Linked DNA regions of Zea mays: region 1 is linked to region 2. Evidence: chromatin contacts called from public Hi-C data. All regions are on one chromosome and are shown on one strand. Each heading gives the region's core, a stretch centred on a gene start, on an enhancer-like site or on the middle of the called end of the contact. The rest is flanking DNA. Distances are from core to core; before and after follow the strand shown. Region 1 holds the start of LOC103634577. Region 2 holds the start of LOC100126935 (FAD/NAD(P)-binding oxidoreductase family protein).

The links. Hi-C and Micro-C count contacts between places; a contact is called where the count stands out from the background.
Region 1: a contact with region 2 is called in a Hi-C map of tassel, with 2.9 times the contacts expected there. The contact joins the promoter of LOC103634577 here to the promoter of LOC100126935 in region 2. A contact is called at or near these places in 5 of 25 Hi-C or Micro-C datasets (ear, endosperm, leaf and 1 more).

Annotation. Positions count from the first base shown.
Region 1 is chr1:50,190,930-50,195,632 of Zm-B73-REFERENCE-NAM-5.0, reverse strand. It overlaps LOC103634577, which reads right to left and starts at 1,281. Exons shown (of 16, transcript XM_008656825.3): 1 at 848-1,281; 2 at 130-324; 3 at 1-52. The coding sequence starts at 1,030.
Region 2 is chr1:49,958,153-49,962,613 of Zm-B73-REFERENCE-NAM-5.0, reverse strand. It overlaps LOC100126935 (FAD/NAD(P)-binding oxidoreductase family protein), which reads left to right and starts at 1,578. Exons shown (of 13, transcript XM_008656813.3): 1 at 1,578-1,671; 2 at 2,494-2,549; 3 at 3,680-3,944. The coding sequence starts at 1,593.

The DNA.
Region 1 (4,703 bases), core at 32-2,531, 230 kb before region 2:
GCATGGCCTCCTTCAGTGACTTCTCGAGAGATATCAGCTCCGGTTGTCCAGCCTAGAAAATTGCAATGGGTGACGATAGGATAACACATTTGTGAAAAGAAATTCATTATTATCTAAATGAGGCATTACCGATATAACATTGTACATAATATGATGCTCGATATCAATTGGCTCCCCTGTCTCAAAGCAAGAGGGCCTGTGAAGTGGGAAACCCATTTTTAGGAATTCTTCGAGCTTGTGCCCATCCAAAGAGTATCTATACCCTCCATCACCATTGAAACCAATAAGAACAACATTAACCTCAAGAGGCACTTGAAATGGAACCTGAAGAAAATTCCTGGTGAGTTAAATAAACATGGAAAACATATAAAAACAAAGGCAACAACACACATGTTTCAGATAAAAAAGAAGGATGGCAGTTCACGATCGTTGTTTAGATTACAATAAGTTTGATGTCCTTTGTTGCTATATAAAGCACTAGCTTAACTGTAACAACCTCTCGATTACACCATAACACTCCAGGTGAGCACCGCAATCCTCATCCTCGATTCCAGATAAGATTTGTAAAATCATATCATGTAATTAAACTTGTACACTGACAAAAAATCTGAATACATTGGCGCAACACACTTCATAACAAAGCTGTCAATCTCGCAGATGATAGATGAAATCCAAAGGGCAGATCGCACATAGGGAGCAGAGTCATGAAGGACTATGCTCCGATTCAGCTCGAATCTAGTCGAATTGTGCTCCTATTCGCGGATCGCACTAGTACACGTGAGCCATGGATGCGCCGGCAGAGTGGTCTAGTGTGGAAGGCGAGGGAGCGGAAAAGAGATGGGAGTACCTCTGCTCGGGTGTGGAGCATGCGGCGGACGTCGGCGCGGACACTGTCCTCGACATCGTGGAAAGCGCCATGGTGCCAGTGCGGGTGCCCTGGGTCCCGGCGGAACGCCTCCCGCCGGGGGGCCGAGGACACGACCGCAGCGGCCGTGAGGACGAGGAAGAGAAGGAAGAAGGGAGGCCCCATCGAAGGCTGCCCGGAGAAACCCTAGGCAAGGAATTCTGGAAGCTTCGCCGACGCAGTATACTGGAGGCAGCAGTGCAAGGGCGCGGAAGGTGGAGGGGAGCAGGGCAGCGGGCGCGCGGCGGCACCACGGTCCACGGCGAGCGGGTTGTCTCGCCCTGACGCCCTCCTCAGCGTGCCCGTTGCTTTGAGATTGGTGATGTGTTGACTTAGGTGGTGTGGAGTTTAAGAAACTCAAAAACTATATTCCTCCTAGAGACAATTGCATTTTTAGGACTCTAAACATTATGCTTCACACAAATGCCATTTGAAAGATTTTCTTCACAAAAAGAGACTACAAACATTTTATAATTGATTACACTATCATTTAGTATATATTCTTCCTTTTCATAATATAATCTTATATATTTTTTCCTCTAACGAGACGCTTTTATCCCTCTAGTTATACGCACTAAATGATTTTGCAGCTCCCCACCCGAAATCTGGAATTTGGTCACCAGTCACCAAGATCACACTCGCCTACATGGGGAGCTAGGCAACATGGAAGCTAGGCAGCAGGATCACGCTCGTGCAACAGCGATGTTTGCAACTTGTTTTATTTTTTCCTTCCACCGGGAACGTGTGTTCTCTGGTCTCGTTAGTAATTTCTTTGCTATTTTATTTATTGAACATTTGTTGGTCAATGGATTCGAACAGCTCGACAGTGAACAGACGAACAACATAACACGTATAGTATCATCAGCAACGGAGGTAGCAGCCTCGACCAACAATTCCTTGCCAAGCGTGGCCTCGGCCAGACCGCACGGACGTCACAGCAAGGCCGAACCCGGCGGACGATGCGGGGATGGCGAACCCCGCGGCCTGCTCCTCCGTGGCGAAGTCCGGCGCGGTGGTAGCTAGTGGAGATCGTCGTTCGGTGGCAAGCTTTGCGCCATCGTTGTGCATGGCGAGAGATGAGCTAGAGATACGAGAGAAACACGATCGAAGCAGGAGATAGAGACGAACGAGAGAGAGACGCAGGGGCAATTTTGACTCTTCGATGCTAAATACATGGAAACACTTTTGTAAAATGAAGAATATACATTAAATGGTAGTATAATCAATTATAAAACGTTTATAGTCTCTTTTTTGCGAAGAAAATATTTTGGATGGCATTTATGCGAAGCGCAATGTTTAGAGTCCTAAATATATAATTGTCTCATTTCTCCTAATGTACACGAATAGAGATTTAAATTAAAAAATAGATCTCCGTATGCGATGATCGCCATCACCTAATGGTTTGGTTTGGTAATGATTCAAAGTTCGTTGATCGCCATCACCCTCAAGATATAGATGATTATAGATTTATTGTGTTGCAGTGGCAAAGAATTATATTGTAGAGAGCAATTGCTCCTTGCAGAGATAAGTAAGAGGTGCACCCTTACATAAATGCTCCTTACATAAATGCTCCAATGACAACAGTGGGGAGTGTCGAGCCTTTAATACACCAGAAAAATATTAAGATGTTTATAATCTTTACTATAATTTGAGAAGTTACTTTTGAGTGACTATATTTAATTATTTACGTTAATAGAATTATCATATTAATATATGATTTGAACCTATGGTGTAAAACTCTTGACTATAAGGAATAAAGTGGGCTTATTAATAGACTTTAATTACGTAAGAAATTATAGAGAAACTAAAATTACCCCTTCTGGACATCCTAATCATTTCATATTAAACTTGTGAAAGGGAAATAGGCTTACACATTTTCTTAATTGATTTTGGTGGTTGAATTGTCCAACACAAATAATTTGACTAACTAGTTTGCTCTAGATTATGAGTTCTACAGGTGCCAAAGGTTCACAACAAATCAATAAAAAGACCAAGAAAGGGTTCAAATAAAAAGAGCAAAAGACAACCGAAGTGTGCTCTGGTCTGACGCACCGGACAGTGTCCGGTGCACCAGGGAACCCGACTCCGAACTTGCCACCTTCGGGAATTCTGGGAGTCGCTCCGCTATAATTCACCGGACTGTCCGGTGCGCCAGCGGAGTAACGGCTACACAACACCAACGGTCATCTGCAACGAGCAATAAATGCGCTACAGTGCGCGCCTGCGCGCGCAGAAGTTAGGACAGGCGCAGAAGGTGCACCGGACAGTAAACAGTGACTGTCTGGTGCAACACCGGACTGTCCGGTGGTCCAGTTATCAGAAGCTCCAACGGTCGAACCCTAACGGCCTGGTGACGTGGCTGGCGCACCGGACAGTGTCCGGTGGCGCACTGTACTGTCCGGTGCGCCATTCGACAGATGCCTCCACCAACGACTATGTTGGTGGTTGGGGTTATAAATACCCCCAACCACCCACCATTCATAGCATCCAAGTTTCAGCCACTTACATTCAATACAAGAGCCCTAGACTTCATTCCAAGACACAAACAAGAGATCAAATCCTCTCCCAAGTCTAAAGTTCATTCCAATCAAATAGTGACTAGAGAGAGTGACATTTGTGTTCCTTTGAGTTCTTGTGCTTTGATTGCTTTTCTTCTTCCTTCTTTCTAGTTTCCAACTCAATTATAACAAGGCAAGAGACACCAATTGTGTGGTGATCCTTGTGGGGACTTTGTGTCCCGATTGATTGAGAAGAGAAGCTCACTCGGTCTAGGTGACCGTTTGAGAGAGGGAAAGGGTTGAAAGAGACCCGGTCTTTGTGACCACCTCAACGGGGAGTAGGTTTGCAAGAACCGAACCTCGGTAAAACAAACCACCGCGTCTCACTCTTTATTTGCTTGTGATTTGTTTTCACCCTCTCTTTTCGGACTCGATTTTAATTCTAACGCTAACCCCGGCTTGTAGTGTGTGCTTAAGTTTATAAATTTCAGATTCCGCCTATTCACCCCCCCTCTAGGCGACTTTCAATTGGTATCGGAGCCCGGTACTTCATTAGAGCCTAACCGCTCGAAGTGATGTCGGGAGCATCCGCCAAGAGGGAGATCGGGACCGGTGACAAGTCCGCAAGCTCGGGGAGAATGCACTCAAGGGAGTCCACTGACAAGCACAAGGAGGAATCCTCTTCCTCCATCAAGTCCCAACGGAAGGGTGACAAGAAGAAGATGATGAAGAAGGTGGTCTACTACGAGACCGACTCTTCGTCACCCTCCACCTCCGGTTCGGAATCGGCATCCGCCACTTCTAAGCGCCATGAGCGCAAGAAGTATAGTAAGATGCCCCTTCGTTACCCTCGTATTTCAAAACGCACTCCATTACTTTCCGTCCCATTAGGCAAACCACCTATATTAGAAGGTGAAGATTATTCTATGTGGAGTGATAAAGTGAGGCATCACCTAACCTCACTCCACAAAAGCATATGGGATATTGTTGAGTATGGAGCGCAGGTACCAAAGAAGGGGGACAAGGATTATGATTCGGAGGAAGTCGAACAAATCCAACACATCAACTCCCAAGCCACTACTATACTCCTCGCCTCTCTAAGTCGAGAGGAGTATAATAAGGTGCAAGGGTTGAAGAGTGCAAAGGAGATTTGGGACGTGCTCAAGACCGCGCACGAAGGAGATGAGGTGACCAAGATCACCAAGAGGGAAACGATCGAGGGGGAGCTCGGTCACTTCATGCTTCACCAAGGGGAGGAGCCACAAGCAATGTACAACCGGCTAAAGACCTTGGTGAACCAA
Region 2 (4,461 bases), core at 329-2,828:
ATGTCACCAAGCATTGTAATTTTTCGCTTCCTGTCTAGCAGAAGTAGACAAATTTGTAATTAATTGAAAGGTAAACCCATAACACTGCAATCTTATAACTTGAGTATTTACAACAGCGATCAACAACTTAAACCTACAATTTAGTTGTCTGTAAGCAAGAATGCGGCTCTTATAGCTAACTATGCAGTTCTCCACCATGGGCACCGCGACAACCTTGAACATGCCATCCTAATGGTTATCCTTGTTCAAAATTCAGATACTAAACTGCTCACATAAACTTCTTGATTGAATTTTGAGTCCGTCAAATAATCTCCCAATTAAGTCCATCATCATGAACAACACGAAAACGGAGAAGTTGCACATTTTTGCACAGTCAACACAAAAAAAGTCAGCAGAAGGAAAGAAGGGCGAATGCTAAATTGAGAAGCGAGAGTAACATGAGACATGCGTGACATGTTCGTCCGTGTCAAGGTCGAAAGTGAATCGGGCTCAGGTGTCCAATCTAGGTAAGGCTCTGATTCTATTCATATCTAACGCACCGCGTCTTCCCCTGCAGCGACACCTTAGTGCTGCTAAGCGACCGGATATGGACCACAACCTACAAATCGGAGCAGTTAAGCGACCATAAGCATTCATGTGCTCGATGAAATGCTAATGGGCACAGTCCCACGCGAGGAGAGCTCTAAGCAGCTCGGACTGTAGTCTAGACGGCCGCTCGAGTGTTGGCTCGACCTCCACGACGACGAGCACACCCACGAGACGCTCATCACTTCGTGCTCGATCAGGGGGAGGGGGGCTCACCTTGACCTAGGCTGGATCTGTTACCGCCGCGCGCGTCGCCTCCGGACAGCCGCTCGAGTGCTGGCTCGACCTCCACGACGACGAGCACGCCCACGAGACGCTCAACACTTCGTGTCAGATCAGGGAGAGGGAGGCTCACCTTGACCCGGAACGAAGCAGCAGCCCGCTCTCCTGTGTTGTGCGACGCTGTCCACGCGAGGGAGTCGGGCAGTGACGGAGGAGAAGGGACACGTTGCACGGGGAACCGTGCGACCGACAACCTAAATGTTCTCGTAGCGGCAGGGGTGGGCAGAGGGGCGTCACCATGGCTGCTGGATCGGGCGGCGACAACCCTAGATGGAGAGGTGTTTGTTGGGACGCAAGCGCGAGGAAGTGCAGGGGGGACGCTGCCATTAAGGGCCACTTGTCATGGTCGGGGTGGGCATAACGAGGTGCGAGGAAGAGTCGCTTCGTCGATGGAAGGTGAGCGCCGGGATTGAAAAGGGATTGCGGGGGCATTGGAGTTGATTGCGGGGGCGGCCGCGGACGTGGGAATGAGACCGTTAATGGCGGCGATGAAAGTGCGACCACCATCCAGGATTGGAGCGGAGCGGAGGATGTCGGGGGTGGGAGGCAGAACCATGCACTATACCGGTGTGGACACCTACGCTCTGTTCTTAAGAAATAGTAGAGATATGAGGATAGAAGGGGATGATGCTGCGTCAGATGGCGGTGTGGGGGCGCGACATGTGGATGCTGCGTGAGCGCGACATGCGGGGAGGGTGAGCCCCACAAGGCAAGACTGACGATGCATGCAGGACCAGGGAGGGTGGGGGCGACATTGGGCATGCCCGGAGACAACTTTCGTAGGGAGGCGGCGACACGAGGATGGTTAGTAGAGATTATTTTTATAGTTATATGCCGCCTGCGCTGCTGCGCCGCCGGCTGCCCCCTCACCTCGCGTGCTCGATTCCCATCTCCCCCCTCCCTGCGCATAGCCGCACACCACCAACACCATTCACCAGACGCCGCCGCCGCCGCCGCCGCCGCCGCCCCTCATCCCTCTCCCTTCCCGCGCGCGGCCGCCGCATCCGTCCGGGCCTCCTCGTCTCCCCAGCCCCGCTGCCGCCGGTGAGCTACGCCTCCTCCTCGCTTTCTCCTCCCTTTCCTTCCTTCCTGTGCTGTTTGGCGCCTCCTCCTCTCTGTATCGCTGGATTCGGCGCTGAAAATTCGATGGAGGGAAAGCCTTGGCTCTCGGGATGCCCGCGGATGCTACTTGTGCGTGCATGCGTTGCAACTCTGGCACCGATTCCGTTCCTTCCTTGCGGCGGCGGCGGAAAAACAGAAGCTTCTCCATCCTTCCCTTCGTTCGTGCTCTTCTTCTTGTTATTCCGTTTATCGGTCTGGCGCAGAAAGAAACAAGAGATGAGATCTAGTCTGCTACCGGAGTCCCCGTACGTACCCAGTGCTTCGCGGCTTCGGCAGGGGTGCTGCTGGCTGCAGACGCTGATCTGTATCCACCGGCCACCGCCATTCGTGTTTCTCCATGTAAACGGTGGAGGATTTTGTGTCTGTTGGCTGCTGCTTCCAATGCGCTCCACGAGAGACGAGACCCTCTCTGCCAGTTCCCTTGTGTTTCAAAACAGAGCTCGAGTTCAAATTGCTTATTTAGTTTCTTTTTTCTCTTCTTACTTATTGACAACGTGTTCACAGGGTTCATCAGCAGAAGCTGCTTGCTCCGCCGCCGCCGCCCTCTTCCTCCTCTACTGGTACGCTCGCTCACTTGCATCAGGTTCTTCTCTTCCCACGCTTCTATTCAGAGCATAACAGTTGCTAATCCCCTTGTTGCGCTAGCTTAATCTTAGATTTTGCTTCGGGGTTCGGCTAAATTTCGTCGGATGGATATCGATGCCAGCGCCAGCGTCATGTGCCAGCTGCTGAGCCCCGAGGGAGACCCTCTAGGCTCTGCGCTCATGAGGAAGACAGAAGAAGCAAAGCGAAGCAAGGCGACCTCCTCCTCCCCTGCTGCACAGAGTGGGCCGGGGCCACGGTTGCAGGCACGAGAAGGAAGCAGTGTCCGTCAGTAGCAGCGGTGGAGGTGCTCCGCGGTCCTAGTTCAGTAGTTCTCCCCCTCCGGCGGTGGCAGCGGTCGGATGTGCGTCGCGGCGGCGGAAAGCAGCCCCCCCCCTGGAGCTCGGAGCCGTCCTTCTGAAGCTCGGCGGCGGCGAGATCTGAGTTCGGTCGCGCGGAGAGGAGGTTTCGCTGTGCCGGCGTGGTGCTCCCGGAGCCGCGCGCGGAGGCGGCGCCTTTGCGCATTGCCGTTCCGTCCGTCCCGTCCCTGCAAGCTCTAAGACTTCCGAAGAATTGAAACTGGGGTTCTTGGGGGCGCGACATGTGGTTGCGTTCTGACGCTGCGTGAGCGCGACATGCGGGGAGGGCGAGCCCCACAAGGCAAGGCTGCGATGCATGCAGGGAGGGCGGGGCGGCACTGGGCATGCGCGGAGGCAGCTTTCGTAGGGGAGGCGGGGGCACGAGGATGGTCTACACTATTGTCTTAATAGTTAGTAGAGATAGAGAATGATATTTAATGTGAAATTAATTGTTTTTAATTTTAATTACCAAATAACAATGTGTCACTGTACTAAAAACATTATATGATTTTTTAAACTTTAGAAACTGATATATAAATGTCAAATAGTCCACTTAAAGTATAAAGGGGAGCCGAATAGGGGAATTGATTGGAGAGGAGGTGAAACAAGGGGAGAAATAAAAGAGGGGAAGTTATTTAAAAATGCATACAAAGTACAAATAGAGGAAGATAAGAGGGGGAATGGTTAGAGCGAGCCTAATGGTTAAATTCTAAATTTCTCCCTTCTAAACCCATGAACCCCTTTTGCAGGTTGCAGCCTATTCCACCACCGACGCTGAAGGCCATACGCCCCCAATCGAATCGATCACATCTATGCCGTCGATCACCAGAGGTGGGCGTGGGGGGCTCTTCTCCACGCACCGGGGCGCGCTCTTGTGGCTCCGCCGTTGCCAAAGCCCACTCTTGTCGACACTAGCCGGCGGCGGAGGCCGGAGCGACGCGCCACATCTGCCCGTACTCATCGTCGGAGCTGGCCCTGTTGGGCTCGTCCTCTCATTCCTCCTCACCAAATTCGGTACGGACCTCGTGCCCCCCTTGCTCATCGATGTTCCAATTCGCGCTTCTGAGTTAGGCAGTAGCGTTGAGCGGAGCAAAGTTCATTGAGGGAATCAGACAAATGTGCTAAAACATTAGGACCTGGATCAGATACAGTAGCAACTGCTACTGGAATCTATGCAGTAGCTGTATCTGTTTCATTCAAAAGGCCATGAATGGCTAGGATCAAAGCCATATGTTTTTTTCTCTTTCCCTCCCCAAGTCTTACTGTTAGCAGCTGCTTCTTTTAGGAGAAATTACAAAGAACAGAGAAGACAATGCATACATCTAATAAAGCAATTAAATGGAACAAAGCTACACGTGTTTGCTGCAATTTGAGAGCCTATTACAAAAGCTTGCATATACAAAAGACAAATGTTAAACTCAGATCCTTTTATATATTACCAACGTTCTCCATCTCTTATTTCGTATACAAAAGCTTGCATCCACCAGCAGCAGCCTTCCATCCACAAAGAGCATATGGTTAACACAAAAAA